Regions from separate parts of the Astyanax mexicanus genome. Here region 2 is linked to region 1. Evidence: chromatin contacts called from public Hi-C data. All regions are on one chromosome and are shown on one strand. The core of a region is the stretch at or near the end of the contact, and the rest is flanking DNA. Distances in the headings are between cores, read along the strand shown.

What was found. Hi-C and Micro-C count contacts between places; a contact is called where the count stands out from the background.
Region 2: a contact with region 1 is called in a Hi-C map of muscle, with 14 times the contacts expected there. The contact joins the promoter of btg3 here to the enhancer-like site in region 1. A contact is called at or near these places in 2 of 3 Hi-C or Micro-C datasets (both in muscle).

What each region holds. Positions count from the first base shown.
Region 1 is chr20:14,220,866-14,227,932 of AstMex3_surface, reverse strand. No RefSeq gene overlaps it. Among protein-coding and RNA genes, the nearest start is that of ptrh2, 26 kb to the left of the region's middle. Within about 2 kb of position 4,067, the one cell type or tissue checked has an H3K27ac peak away from gene starts, as active enhancers do.
Region 2 is chr20:14,320,489-14,327,555 of AstMex3_surface, reverse strand. It overlaps btg3 (B-cell translocation gene 3), which reads left to right and starts at 3,642. Exons shown (of 5, transcript XM_007235403.4): 1 at 3,642-3,749; 2 at 5,156-5,362; 3 at 5,487-5,624; 4 at 6,080-6,287; 5 at 6,439-7,057. The coding sequence starts at 5,190. The coding sequence ends at 6,648. LOC103039025 (arachidonate 5-lipoxygenase-activating protein) reads left to right here. Exons shown (of 5, transcript XM_007235405.4): 4 at 162-243; 5 at 495-1,442. The coding sequence ends at 657.

The DNA of each region.
Region 1 (7,067 bases), core at 2,818-5,317:
TCTATTTAATTTATGCCCGTATTCACTTGGACCTATCACAATTTTTAGATATAGTATTATTTACCAAGGCAGGGCTCTGTCTTCCTGGCTCTAAAGGTTATACATCCTCCCTTAAAATGGGCCCTTCTCAGATATCTATCGCTGTAGACAATGTATTTATTGTTGAAACATCACCTCCACCCTGCAAATGGACCATTTGGCCCTTGTCTTGGAGAGCAAACCTTTGTTCAAGTTAGAAGGACAAATGTGGTGTCTGAATTCAGAGGGCCTTCAACCTGGGTCCTGTGTTAATCCTCTCATGTGCACAGTGGATATGCTAATGATAATTCATAGACTACTACTAGTGTACGCTAATCGATTTGTATTGGTGCTGTACTTTCTTTTGGGCCTGCTGCACGCTCCTTCACTATTCCCTCAACTGGTGATTTCCCTCCACTATTAAGTACACACTGCGGCTTTCTCCACGTACCACACAGTCATTAATGGTGCCCCCTCTGGTTACTGGTTATCTGATTTGTTGATTTTTTAGAGGAGTGTTTCAGCTCTGACCCCTCTGCTCCCCCAGGGACGTGGTGTCCCATGTGACCTTGTTGGTATTCAGAGCTTAAAGCATGCCAAGGAGAGGGATTGTCATCCACAGTCATTCGGCATCATAGAACCACAGAGGATTTAAAGAGATTTTATTGTCATTCGCATCACATGTGGTACATGAGGTGGATGGAATTTGTGATCTCACAATCCAGTTTACACCCAGGAGCTGTTATTAAAATAAATATATAAATAAAATAAGATAACAAAATAAAAGAATACAATAAAAATAGAACATAACAAAATAGATAAAGATAAATACCCCAAAAACAAAAAAATAGTAGGCAGAGTAGACAGGTAGCAGCAACATAAAGTCCAGAGTGCATGTTTGCTATAGCAGCATGATAATGGAATTAGAGCAGTAAAAGATAAATGGTCTCAGTGCGGGTAAAATGACAGTGTTTGTAAACAGTAATTTGTCCTTGTGTGTCAGTGCAGTGTGTTGTTTAGGTGGAGTTTAAGAACCTTACAGCTTCTGGAATGAGCTGGAATGTTTCAGAGTCTGGTTGTTTTGCACTTGATGCTCCTCAGCCTCCGGCCTGAGGGGAGTGGGACAAAAAGTGCGTGTGCTGGGTGGGTGGGATCCTTTCTGATGCAGGTGGCCCTTTTCCTGCATCTGGAGGTGTAGATGTCCGTTGTGCGTTCATCCCCATCTGCAGAGCTTTCCTGTCTGTAGCAGAGCAGCTTCCATGCCACAGGTTGATGCTGGAGCACACGACGCTCTCCACCACACATCTGTAGAAGGAGGTGAGGACTGTGCTCCCGAGTCCTGCTTGTCTCAGCCTCCTGAGGATGTAGAGCCGCTGATGTGCCTTCCTGACCAGAGTGGAAGTGTTGTTGCTCCAGGTGAGGTTGCTGCTCAGGTGCACACCCATGTACCTGTAGCTGTCAACCACTTCCACCGCAGATCCTCCAATGTGCAGGGGGAGGTGGGCATGCTGGCCCCTTCTGAAGTCCACAATCATCTCCTTCGTCTTCTTTACATTGATGCAGAGGTTGTTCTCTCTGCACCAATCCTCCAGGTGTTCCACCTCCTGCCTGTAGCTAGATGTAAGGTCCTGGCCCTGTTTCCTGTCTGTCCTCGTGCCTGTGTTGTCCCACGTGACCCGTGACCCTGTGTTCTACCTGTGTTTTTCCTCTCACCTGTGTCTTTTGTAACTCCGCCCCTTCGTCCCAGGTGTTTCATGTTTCCTGTGTGTGTGCACCTCTATTTAAGGTCCGTGTTCCATTTCCCCGGTGTCGATCCTTGTACGTTTAACGTCTGTCAGTGTTCATTGTTTCCCGAGTTTCCTCAGTCTTGTTTTCAGTTTATCCCAGTGTATTGTGTATCCTGTTTTCGTTTAATAAATCCCCTGTTGGTTTGCATTTGCGTCCGCCTCCTCGTCCTCCCTGCACCCCCGCCCTGACACTAGACTCATCTTTGTTGGTGATACATCCAACCACTGCCATGTTGTCCGCAAACTTCATAATATGACAAAGACACACATAATTAGCATTTTCTTGTAATCTGTGTCAAACCATGTTACAGATGTAAAGAAGACTATAAAGACTTGTTTTCAGTTCCAGGTTCAGTCCAGTTTTACAACAGACATTGGTACAAAGAAACCATACAGAAATTAGTTTACTTTTGGAGATATTGTAGAAGCTTATTTTTTTAAATATGTAAAGATCCTTTAGAATTTTCTTCATAGAAAATTGTGCATATTTCTGCATAGATTTGGCACACATTTTCAGCAGATTTCAAACGCAAAAGTCCTAAAAGTAGTTAAGAAGAAAAATTAAACAAAAGAGAATAATTTTTCACATATATATACTTGTTCATTTATGTATTAAAGGAAAATGTTTTATGTGAGTATGTGCACCTTTTTTCAGTATCTGGTGTGAACCTCTTGTGCTGGAATAACTGCAACTAAATGTTTCTATTGATTAGTCTGGCCTATTGCTCCATTCAAAACAGCTTCAGCTCTGGTAAATTTCCTCCCATTAACTGCTGCTCCTTCCACAACATGTCTACTATATTAAGGTCAGGCCTTTGACTTGGCCATTCCAACACAATCACTGAATTCTCCTATAATAGCGTTATTAGTAAGCCTTTCTGGACCAAAAACAGCAAAATAGGCCCAAACCATTATATGCCACCGTTATGTTTCACAGAGCGGAAATGTTTTAAATTGGGAATGAAGGGTTTTCTTTTCTCCAAACATAAATTTAAACATTGTTTCAGTGTCATCTGCCCACAGAGCATTTACTTCTAGGGCGTTTAGGGCAAAAATCTGAGGTCAAAATTTTAAATATCCAGCATGTTTGCTTGTGCCCAGTTGATGAGTACAAAGATTCTCTCACCTACAGTCAAACATAGTGGTGGTAGCATAATGGTCTGTACTGTAGCATTCTAAAGCAGAACGTGATCCCCTCCCTTCAGCAATTGGGACTCATGGGACTTATCATGATGGTTTACCAACATGATAAAAACCCCAAACACACCTCCACTGCTTTGCTGAGGAAGCTGAAGGTAAAGGTGAGGGACAGGCCAAGTATGTTTCTAGACCTAAACACAGAAAGCCCTCCCCCTGGCAGGAGATCCTACCCAACCACCACACAGCTTCTTCAGCCTGCTGCCATCGGGGAGGAGACTGCAGAGTCTCGGGGCTAGGACCAGCCAACTGAGGGACAGCTTCATCCACCAGGCTGTTAGGATGCTCGACTCTCTCCCTGCTTACCACTCCTTCCCCATTTGCCCCCAGGACACACATACTCAGCAGCCTTACCCCCAACCCCCTCACCCCATCCAATCAACACATTACTGGAACTTTTCAATAACTGATATACACTCATACACCCCATATCTGCACTACTTCTTATACTTGCACTGTCCTACCCACTTTACCTCCCCCTACAACAGTGACCTTTAAAGAACTGTACCAATCTTAAGCTTTTACATCTTTATATTTGCACTACTGTTTATACAGGTTCTGTTTATACTGGTACAGCATTTTCCCTGTAATCACCGGAAGACTCTTATATTGCGCTATTGTCTTGTGTTTTGTGTCTTGTCTCACATATGTTTATACCTGTGACCTTGTTTACTGTCTATTTCATTCTTATATTATTTAAAGTTTTATTTAGTTGTACATTATGTTTTATTTGCTATAACTTTGGGTAGCAGAGTAATGCAATTTCAATCCTCTGTATATCCTGTACATATGCAGTACTGAAAATAAAACAACCAGAGTTTACTTGATTTGAGCACCTGTTGGGCATCCTCAAGTGTCTGTGTCTGTATGATATTGATTATTGTTTTAGATTAAAAAACACTTAACGCAATACTAACCCTGTACTCAGAGTAATAAATAATAATGCCATACAGACAGCGTGGCTGGACTAGGTTGGTGTAGATGGGAAGACATTAGGAAGGTGTCGTTTCACATGAGGGAGGTGGGCGCGTGTGGGGGTGCGTGAGTTCTGTTTTGCTGGATTCCTGGTGAGGCAGGGCTCTGAACTTCGCCAGAAGCCCTTAATGTTCCCGTAATAATCCCAACCCGTAAATTTCCCTGCGACTACGAAAACAGACACCCCCCCCCCCCCCCCCCCCCCAACATACACACTCCAACACCCACAGGCACTGACCCGTCCGACAGGAAGAATGGAAGGAATTGAAATCAGAGAAAGAAAGAGAGAGAGAGAGAGCAGCAGGGCCATCTATTTATTGAGTCACCTAAATGGCGTAGTAATAAGTGTGTGCTCTGCTGTACGTTATATGAAGAAGTTAAATTTACTAAAATAATGTGTTGTCGTTGCTTTTCTTTTTTTCCCTCCTGGATCTGCTTGATAAGTTATATGTTGTGTACATGTTCTGCAAAGTAATCAAAATAATAAATAAATACATACATAAATAACTAAATAGGAAGGCCTACAGCAGCAGGGTCTGGCTGTCCTCGTGCACGCTGTGTTGTGTAAGACTTGGCAGGCTGGACTAGAATAACACCCTTATTCTCTCTCTCAGAGCTCTGAACTCTTTCACCCTACAGCCCTGTCCTCCCCTCACTCAGCAACAGAAAGCAACAACAACTCAGGGGAGAGGTGCCCTCTCTCTCTCTCTTTCTCTCTCTCTCTGTCTATTCCCCCTCTATCTCTGCTTCCCTTGTGTCGCACTTTCTCTTTCACCTCTCTCCACCTACATGCACGTCTCTCGTTCACTCGCCTCGTTCTCTTACCCACAGTGAGCGAGAATGAACGCACACGGCTCTCACGCGCTGCTCTGCTCCGTGCCGCCTATATGTGCGTGTGCTGGAAGTAGAAGCGCGTGCCCGTGCTGTGCCTGTTTCCCTACAGGCTTTGCATTCTCTCGGCCGTCGGTCAGACTCGGCGCTGGAGTCTTGCATTGCTCACCTTTCTGCTGTACCTGGTGAGTAACCCCCACCCCCATTTTTTAATTCAGACTCTTCACCTGTACAATACAATGGTGTGTGCGTTGTAGTTTTCTTGCTGATGTACGCGCGCGTAGTGCGTAGCATGTACACACTCGTGCAGAGTGTTCCCTACCTGTTGTTTACGTGCTATCTGTGGGTGGGTGTGTAGATAAAATGTCCTCGCTAAAGGAACGTGTGTGTGTTTGTTTATCGTGCCCGTGCCCTGTTAAGTAAAGATGCATTCAAATTGGACATTTCACGCGGTTAAATCAGCCTATAGAATGGTGTTTGCGCGCGTGTTAGGTAACTTTCTGTGTGTGTGCGTGCGCGCGCTCGCTCGCTAGCTTTCTGGAATGGTACACAGTGTTTGGGATCAGTTGTCATTTCACGAGCACTATTGGAATGGACGAACTCACTGACCCCGTGTTTAGCGCCGGGTTCCTTCTTCCCTCCCTCTCTCTTTCTCTCACACGCACTTTCCTCTCTTACGCCTTCTCCCTCCCTCTCTCTCTGACTTTCTCCATCGCTCTCTCTCTCTCTCTCTCTCTCTCTCTCTCTCTCTCTCTCTCTCTCTCATTTATAGGCATCTAAAACTAACATCTGAGTATCTAAGATATGTGGGTGTAGGGAGTTCATGTTAGTACATGTATATATATAGTGAATGGACCCTGTGCTATTACGCGTTGAAGGGACGAAAAAGGGCTTCCGTCATTTTCTCTCCTCTTTCTCTTGCTTGTGTTTTTCTCTCTTCGCTCCAAACATCTGGCTGCTCTAGCTGTCTGTCGTTTTAACTAACGCTCAGTCTGCGTCACTGTCCGACCCCACTCTCAGTCGCAGCTGAACTTTTTAAGAAGCGTCACACGTGTTTTCTGATAGAGCTTTGGCCCCATCTACTGTTAAGTTAGTAAAACCACCCCGGGCACACGGTGTTCTCTGCTTTATCTCATGTTCATCAACTGAAAGTTAGTGTGGAGCACAACGGTATGATCCTGTGGTGTAAACCAAGTTCAGCTCTTAATCTGACTTTGCTTTCTGACAACCGTCAGTTTCTAATGTGTTCATGAGGGAAGCTGTTGGTTCATTTTTATTTAAGCTGACAAAAAAAAATCTCTAATAATTGAAAAATGTAATGGTGAATATAAAGCTGTGCACATATTTAATTTGCATATTTTACTCTAATGTGAAACGCACTATGTGGTATCTATGTTTGATGTATAACAGAATAACTTATGTTAAACAGTATTGTGCTTTGTTGGGATGTTTGTTGTGATATTTAAAATGTTCAGTTTTCGAATTTTTAATACATTTTACTTTTTTTTTTTTGAAAAACAAGATAGAAATACATTTAGGCTATTTAATGTATGCATTGATGAACATTGCTGGACCTTGGTATTTATGTCCTGTAAGTAGGCCAGAACTCGCTTAAAATCTGCACGTGAAGCAGTCTGTCACATTGAAAGAGTTAGTGAATACTGTTAATGCCTTTCTTGGGGGAACTGACCAGTACATAAAACCCACAAACGACTCTTACAACTTTTACAGTGGTCTGAAAACCATGAAAAGCAAGACAGCATGCATGCAGTAAGCAGGCACCTCTTGAGGGCGTTGCTTTTTAACTTCCAACATCTGGTACAAGCTGCTTTAGAAACCTTTTCATGGGCCAGTGCTTACGAATAGGAGTTTACAAACACACAAGATTTGGATTCCTCCTCTGATTTATTGAAGGAGACTTTTGTCATTTTCTTGTGGGAAATTGTGGAGTGGAGAAAAATGCACTGTTTATGCCTATTTAACCCACACCAGCACTTTGATGTGAGCCTAACATGGCAGAGAACAGCCTGTAGTACCATATTTGTCCAGGAGAGGGTAGGATAGGCAAAGTAATGAGTAGATAACAGGCAACAAGGATCTATTTATTTGTCTTTCCATCTTCAGAGCCTAGAGGGCATACGCAAGTCATTCATAAAGGGCACAGCAGACAAAACGAGCCATAACTTCCACACACATTCACCTCCCCTGTTCCATCTGTTAAACTTGTGTATTATTTCTGTCTAATCCCTTTAATGATGG
Region 2 (7,067 bases), core at 2,393-4,892, 100 kb before region 1:
TCATATGTTATATGATATATTTAACTGAAATTGCTGATTCGAACAACCAGTGATTTATAAAATCAGGAAAGTCTTGAAAATGATTCATGCCACTGTATATAATATTATGTTTTAATGATGTAACATACTGCAGTACATTTCTCCACTATATTCCTGCTCAGCTCCAGCAGCATTTGCTGGGATTGTGTATCTTGTAGCCAGGCAGAAATACTTTGTTGGATATATGGGACAGACGTGTCAAAGGTAATAATCAGAACTTCTTATTTTTAAGTGTTCAATATAGATATGGATAATATATAAATACACCACAGCAATGTTTTATTGTATGTTGTTTTGAGTATAATTATTCACATTTCTGCATTTTATTCCCCACACTTCAACAGTACTCTTAGCACACTTTGCAAAACTACTGCCAGTAATGACTCAATAACTTTTGCTCAACTACCTCAAAGCTGCTCCTGTTCATGGTATATACTTATTTGGTGTTGTTTCAGCACTCCAGGTTTCCTGTTTGGAAAGCGTGTGCTGTTCTTCCTGTCCCTGATGTGTGTGGTGGGTATTCTGAACTACCTGCTGGTGATGTATGGGAGCAGTGACTATAAAGAGTATATCCAGACCATCACAAAGGCTGCTTCCACTCTCCTGCTCATTCCTTAGCCAATGCCAAAACTGTACATTCACATGCAGTTATATTATATACATTACTGGTGAAAAGTTATTAAACACTCACCATGTAATCAACCAAAATTTTTTTCAATATCTTAGAAATCATGCAAACAATAGAGTGTAAACACCTATTTAAACAAATTGCACTGTCAAGTATGGTCTGTTTGCTATTATTGCAATCAATAATCCATTTAATCTATGGCTCCATTGTTAATTACATTATATTAAAATGTCTCTTTGACCCTGTCTATTATTCTGTTGGATTGTTTATTTTGTACTAAAGATGTTGACATGTGAGTGTGATTTGCGGAAAATTATTGACATTTGATTCATATTCTTCTTATTATTATTTCTTAAAAGAGTTATCATACAGGCTTTACTGCGAAGTTAAGGCTGCGGGTCCACTGTAGAACTGTCCAATAAGATTCCTTTCCAGCAGCCTATATTGTTCATACATATATGAATAGTCTCGTGGTGACAGCCTCCTATGACAGAGAAATGCAGCCCACCTCCGCTGCAGCCTGGACTTTGGAACACAGCTACAGTGTTTTGGTCCTCATTATTACTGTATTACATTAAGCAAGTAAAGTTATCCATTTCACCTTTTTAATGTTTGTAATGTAAGGTCATTTGTTATAGCTGGTCAGTGTATATGTATTTAGGACAAATTTCTAATGAGCCAACATACTTTTGAAATTATTGCATGTTTATTGTGTATTAAAATATACAATATAAATGATGAATTATATCAAATGAATAAACAGAATATGATTTATTTTTTAGAGTTGTCATTGTGAATTCTAAACTAATGTTTAATTTCTTGAGATATTTGTGTAAGTAGACACATGGTACATCATTAGGGTCACCACCATGGGGGTCCTACAAAAACATTTTTTGTATTTTGTTTTTTACTAATTAATCAAAAGTAAATTAGTTATTTATATGGGATATTTAAATATTGCTCATGTATAAATATATCTCCACAATAATAACTTTATATAAGTTGTGAATGTTAGAGCATTTAAAATTCTTAAGCCATCTCAATTATTCTGCTAGTCATTCAATTTAAGCTTAAAAAAGATTTAAAAAAATAAACAGTAAATAAAACTGTGCTAAAAACATATTCTTCTAAATGCTATTATGTCACTTTTGACATAATAACATGTTACATTTAACAAGAGGTAATTGTTGTTTTATTTTGTGTTGTTTTTACTTTACACATTCAGTGGTTGGATCTTTACACTTGAAGCTTGACAGTGCGCAGACAAAGGAATATCTTTTCAAAACCTTTGATCTAGAGAATAATAAAACAAACCAGCAGACTCATATTAACAGTGAGTGCAGCATTCTTTAATAACAGTGGGTGTGGTCTAGTCCAGACTCTTCCTAATTTCCATTCAGGACAACCGATGTATTTCACATAGGAAATATAAATATAAAGCATGATATAAGAAAAGTGTAAATGCAAAATGAGTCTAAATTACATGAAAACAACCTGTTAGAGTCTTTGTACTTGGGTGTACAGATTGATCGATGTATCAGTAGTATCGATAACAATGTTTTATTGAAGTAGTATCAATAGATGTTTTAGTTTACAGCTGTAAAATAAAACCTTGTAAACTAGAATGTATGTTTTACATCAATCATTGTTCTCCCATATTCTTTTTACAATTACAGAGTTCAGTTATTGAACGATCAATCTTAGCGATTACCGAACTAACTAACAAATGACATGAGTAAAGAACGAGCCAGTTCTACGAGTGTTTCCCAAATATATATATATATTTGTACACAGACAGGTACACACAAAATGATTTTGTAAACAAAAAAAGGTTTAAACTAACCAGAATATACTTTATACATTTATCTTTGAGGACAGATCTGCACACTGGTATTTTAATCTCAGTGTCTTTATGAGGTAGATTCACTTGGAATAGTTTTCTCCAGCTTATACCAATCTCATTTGGGTTTAGGTCAGAGGATTGTGGAAAATAAATTAAACAAAACAAAAAAAAAAACACTGACTGAGACTGTACTCTATATATGTTTGCAAGTTGACACACCCCAGAGTTTGTCCAGATAAACAGCCACAATGTTGGTTAGAAGCACCTCAATTTTACCTGCACATTCACCGCAGAGTAATCTTTACCATACGTGTAGGTGTGATTAAAGACACCACAAGTGTCCTGTGCACCAGTTCTACAACACCAGGGATTTTCCCAATAGCATGGAAATATATTGTGTGGTGCTGTTATCCTGGCCTGGTGGGAATTGTGTTTAGGTGCGTGTATGCCACAGTAACAGCCTGGTTACCGAATGCACAGACATGGAGACAGCAAATTTGCTTGGACCGTGAGCATCATATGCAGGAATTCATTTATTGTATTCATTGCAACATTAATGTCAAGAGCTTTACAATGCTTATCTGGATTTTAATGATTTATTCGTGGGTTTGATTGGTTAAAAATGCCCAGTTAGACTTCAAGCTACATTCAAAGTTGGCATTATGATATAATATAATATAATATAATATAATATAATTTAATATAATATTTCAACCACAGAAAAATATATATTTGAATGATGAATGATGTTTTTCCACTGGATTTCCAGTTTGTCCACTAAGTGTACTGTTTCAACAGTAAAAGTGCAGTTTGTGTATTTATTAATAAATTATTTACATTTCCATCAAATAACAGCAACATAGTTTAGTTATTTTAGCTATTGTTCACTTTAGCAAAAGTAATGTGATATAATATTCAGGATGAGAGTATGAATGAATAATAAACAGTTCTGTGGTAAATAAAAGCAGTTGTTTTCTATGTTCTGTGTTTAATATATTCGGTGCTAATTCTTGTTTTTTGTATGTTTGGGGCATTATATTAGAGTATTTCTCTGATTAAAACCCTGCTGTTGGGGGTTTACGTATAGATTTATTGAGAGGTTAAGTTTTATTTCTCTACAGTAGCGGCCGCGTGGCCTGTAGAAGGAAAGTGACGTCACCGAGAAGCTGCGCACCACAGGATCTAGAAGTGTGTCGGCGCGGCAGGAGTTAACCCACATGTTGATGGACGGAGAGCGCGGTGAGTGTGTTATTAGAGTCTCGGGCCGGCTGATGGCTCTGGGCTCTGTGCTGAGAGAGACACAGTAACAGCAGCAAGAAGCAGGAGTGGTTTTAGCTGCTGAAATGCGGCAGCACGGCGGGCCGCGCAGTTAACGCCGTTGTGCGCAGTGTTGTCCAGGGTTGTAGCTAATTAGTTAGCTTAGCTTCATAGTCCGCTGCTAGCCAGTTTATAGCCTGTATTTCGTGTTGTGCTCATTAGATAAGTAACGGCTGGTTATTAATTACAGAACTGTTAGTTAGTTTCTGTGTAAAGGCTCGGTTTCGCTTACTGCTGTTGTGTAGATATATTACCCTAGTGTTCTCTGATTGGCCGCTCTGGTTAGTGTTGAATATGTAGCGTAGACTAGTTTCACTGAACTGAGTTAATGAAGTTTTTCTCTCAGAATAAAGGTATTGTTAAGTAACAGGACTGCGAGCTGCTGTGTAATGTGAGCACCGTTAGCTTCTGGCTAATTGCCCGGGTTTAGTGGGGCTGATGAAGCTGAGCGCGCCATTATCTGAACTCTCCCGCCGATCTGCCGCCGCTGCTGCTGCCTCCTCGGTTTAAGGGCGGTCAGCTCGGTTATCGGCGGATTTGCAGGTTGTTTTGGGGTTAGGATTTCCACCAGTTGATACGTTTCAGACTAGAGACCAGGACGGATGCTTTTGAAATAAGCTTTTTCCCATATTGTAGTCCTCGTGCACTCCTTTTCCTTACATTCCTCTTTTTCAGTGAGAGAAGAGAGCTTTAGTTTGTCCTGACAGGATTTTAGGTGGACTGAAACGGTGTCTGGGCCATTTCCATACACCTGTGAATATGCTTGTTGGTCAGTTCAGATTTAAGTGGGTTTGTCTGTTAGATTTGTTTTGTGTTGTTGTGGTGCTTAGCGCTGCAAACAACGGAGAACAGTTGGTTTAGAACTGCATTTAGGAAGAATTAACACACATGACTGTCCATTCCTGGTTTAAAAGTTAGTTTTAGTTTTTCCTTTTTAACAGCACACAATCTGGATCAGCATTTGCTGGCTTTCTTCTCTGATTGCTGTTTCACACTTTGTATCACCCCTGTATGAGCACCTCTTACATAGGTCTGATTGACTGCAGAGCGTCTGTCTTTGGTAATATTTGCAATGCATCTGATTTGATCTGTGAGTTTTTTGGGAGCACAAATCCTTTACTGGCTAGAGAAGTGACACCTAAATGGTCAGGATCAACAAAGGAGTCTACAAATCTATAAATGTCAAGTATAGAGTTCTTCAACCCTAGGTTACTGAATAACATGACTGACTACCTTAGGGATCTGGAACACAATTTACTATTAGTTAGACATTACAGAAGATTATTCTGCTGTGATATTTTTAATTATCCGATTTGTGCCATTAACAGAATTTGGACCGGATTTTCAGCCCTGCAGCTAACAATGAAGAAAGAAATTGCGGCAGTGGTGTTTTTCTTAAAGCGGTTGATCAAGAAGGCTGAGAAGCTGGATGTGGAGAAAGTGGATCTGTTTGTGGAGCGGTTGACTGTGGCTCTGCAGGAAAAGTTCAGAGGTCACTGGTATCCAGACAACCCTAACAAAGGCCAGGCTTTCAGGTACAATGTATGGAATGGATGCAATGGGAACAGTTTAAGACTGGGTTGGGTTCTTGAGAAAATGTTTGCACCACCAAATTAATGTGGTTTACCTTGTTTAAATTGAGGTTACTGCGTTCTTCAGGTGTATTCGCGTAAACCGGTTCCTTAAAGAAGACCCAGAGCTACTGAGAGCCTGTGCTGAAAGCGGTGTGCAGTATAAGGACCTTGGTCTTCCCAAAGAGCTCACATTGTGGGTAGATCCAGGAGAGGTGTGCTGCAGGTGAGTAAACACTGAATAATATACCTATTCCTGGTCCAGGAAATCTACCATTTTGCGGCAATCAGATCAGCACACTATATTCAGCTAGCCCTGATAACCCTCAGTACCGTAATCAGATAAGTTAAAGTTGAATCTGAAGGGTGGTAAGTCATGAGAAGCACTATTGGACACCTTTACCATATGCTTCTTATGGTCAAAGTATGATTATTAAAATACCTCTATATATATATATATATATATATATATATATATATATATATATATATATATAATGTGTGTTTATACATTTTTTTTTTTTTTTTTTACGGGTTCTGTATAAAGTGTCTGATCCTAATGATGTTCAATGTAAAGGTTAAATGTACAATTTATATAAAACAACATTTGGAGCAGAATTGATTCTAAACTATTAATTTTAGCTATTTCTTATTACTGACTTTTATTTTTGTAATACTCAGATATGGTGAGAGGAACCTTGCCTTCACTGTTGCCAGTTTTTCAAGTGAGGGTGATGATGATGACAAAGAGGATGTGACGAAGAAGGTAACCAGTGCTGTAGAGAGAGTGACCTCAGATTATCATTCAGGATCTTCTTCAGATGAGGACAGTGGCTGCAGAGAGTCCTGTTTCACTCCAAGTTTCACTCATAATTGTCCCCCTTACCAGGTACTAACTGTTGGTCAACACATTTACATTTGCATGCAACTTAAATTAACTGAAAATGTCCTCATTAATGTGAGATACGCACTGTTACACAGTTAAAGAACTGTAAATTAAAATTAAATGATAAAAGCTTTTTTTCTTTTCTTCCTTAAAGTTCATCTACCCCGGTGCTCCTGTGTGGCATCCTGTATCCAGAAAGAAGCTTGGACCAGGGAAAGGACATGGCCCGCCACGGCCAAACCATTTTTTCCACCCTCCTGGGAGACACAGCCACTCCTTTAAACCAAACAGCTGGGTACCGAATAGCTACCGAAGCAAACATGGTTACTGGGTCAACATGCCCAACATGGTCCACCAACATTAGTTACTAGTGTAGCACTGGTAGTTTATGGTTCTGTGAAGGTGGAGGTTTTTGAATATACCACTAAGATTACTGACCAAATTTTTAAAGTATTTTTGTAGTTCAGTTGTCACTTTTCAAATTTGTGACCTTGTATATTTTTAAAGAAATATAACAGTAAGTCTTTTGCACTTTAGAGGGTTTGTAATCAAGTGTTTATAACATAATCTATATGTATTGGATTAGAAGTATTTGGACATTTTTATAGGAATTGTACTGTTTGTTACGTGGGATCAATATTTGATTATACTTTACCCTAGTGTTTGTCAGTTGTGTTTCAATGACCATATGTTTTATTTATTCACATTAAAGTATCGTTGAGAACAATTAAGTTATAAATTCCATTAAAACACATATTTTCTAATCAAAATGATTTAAATGTT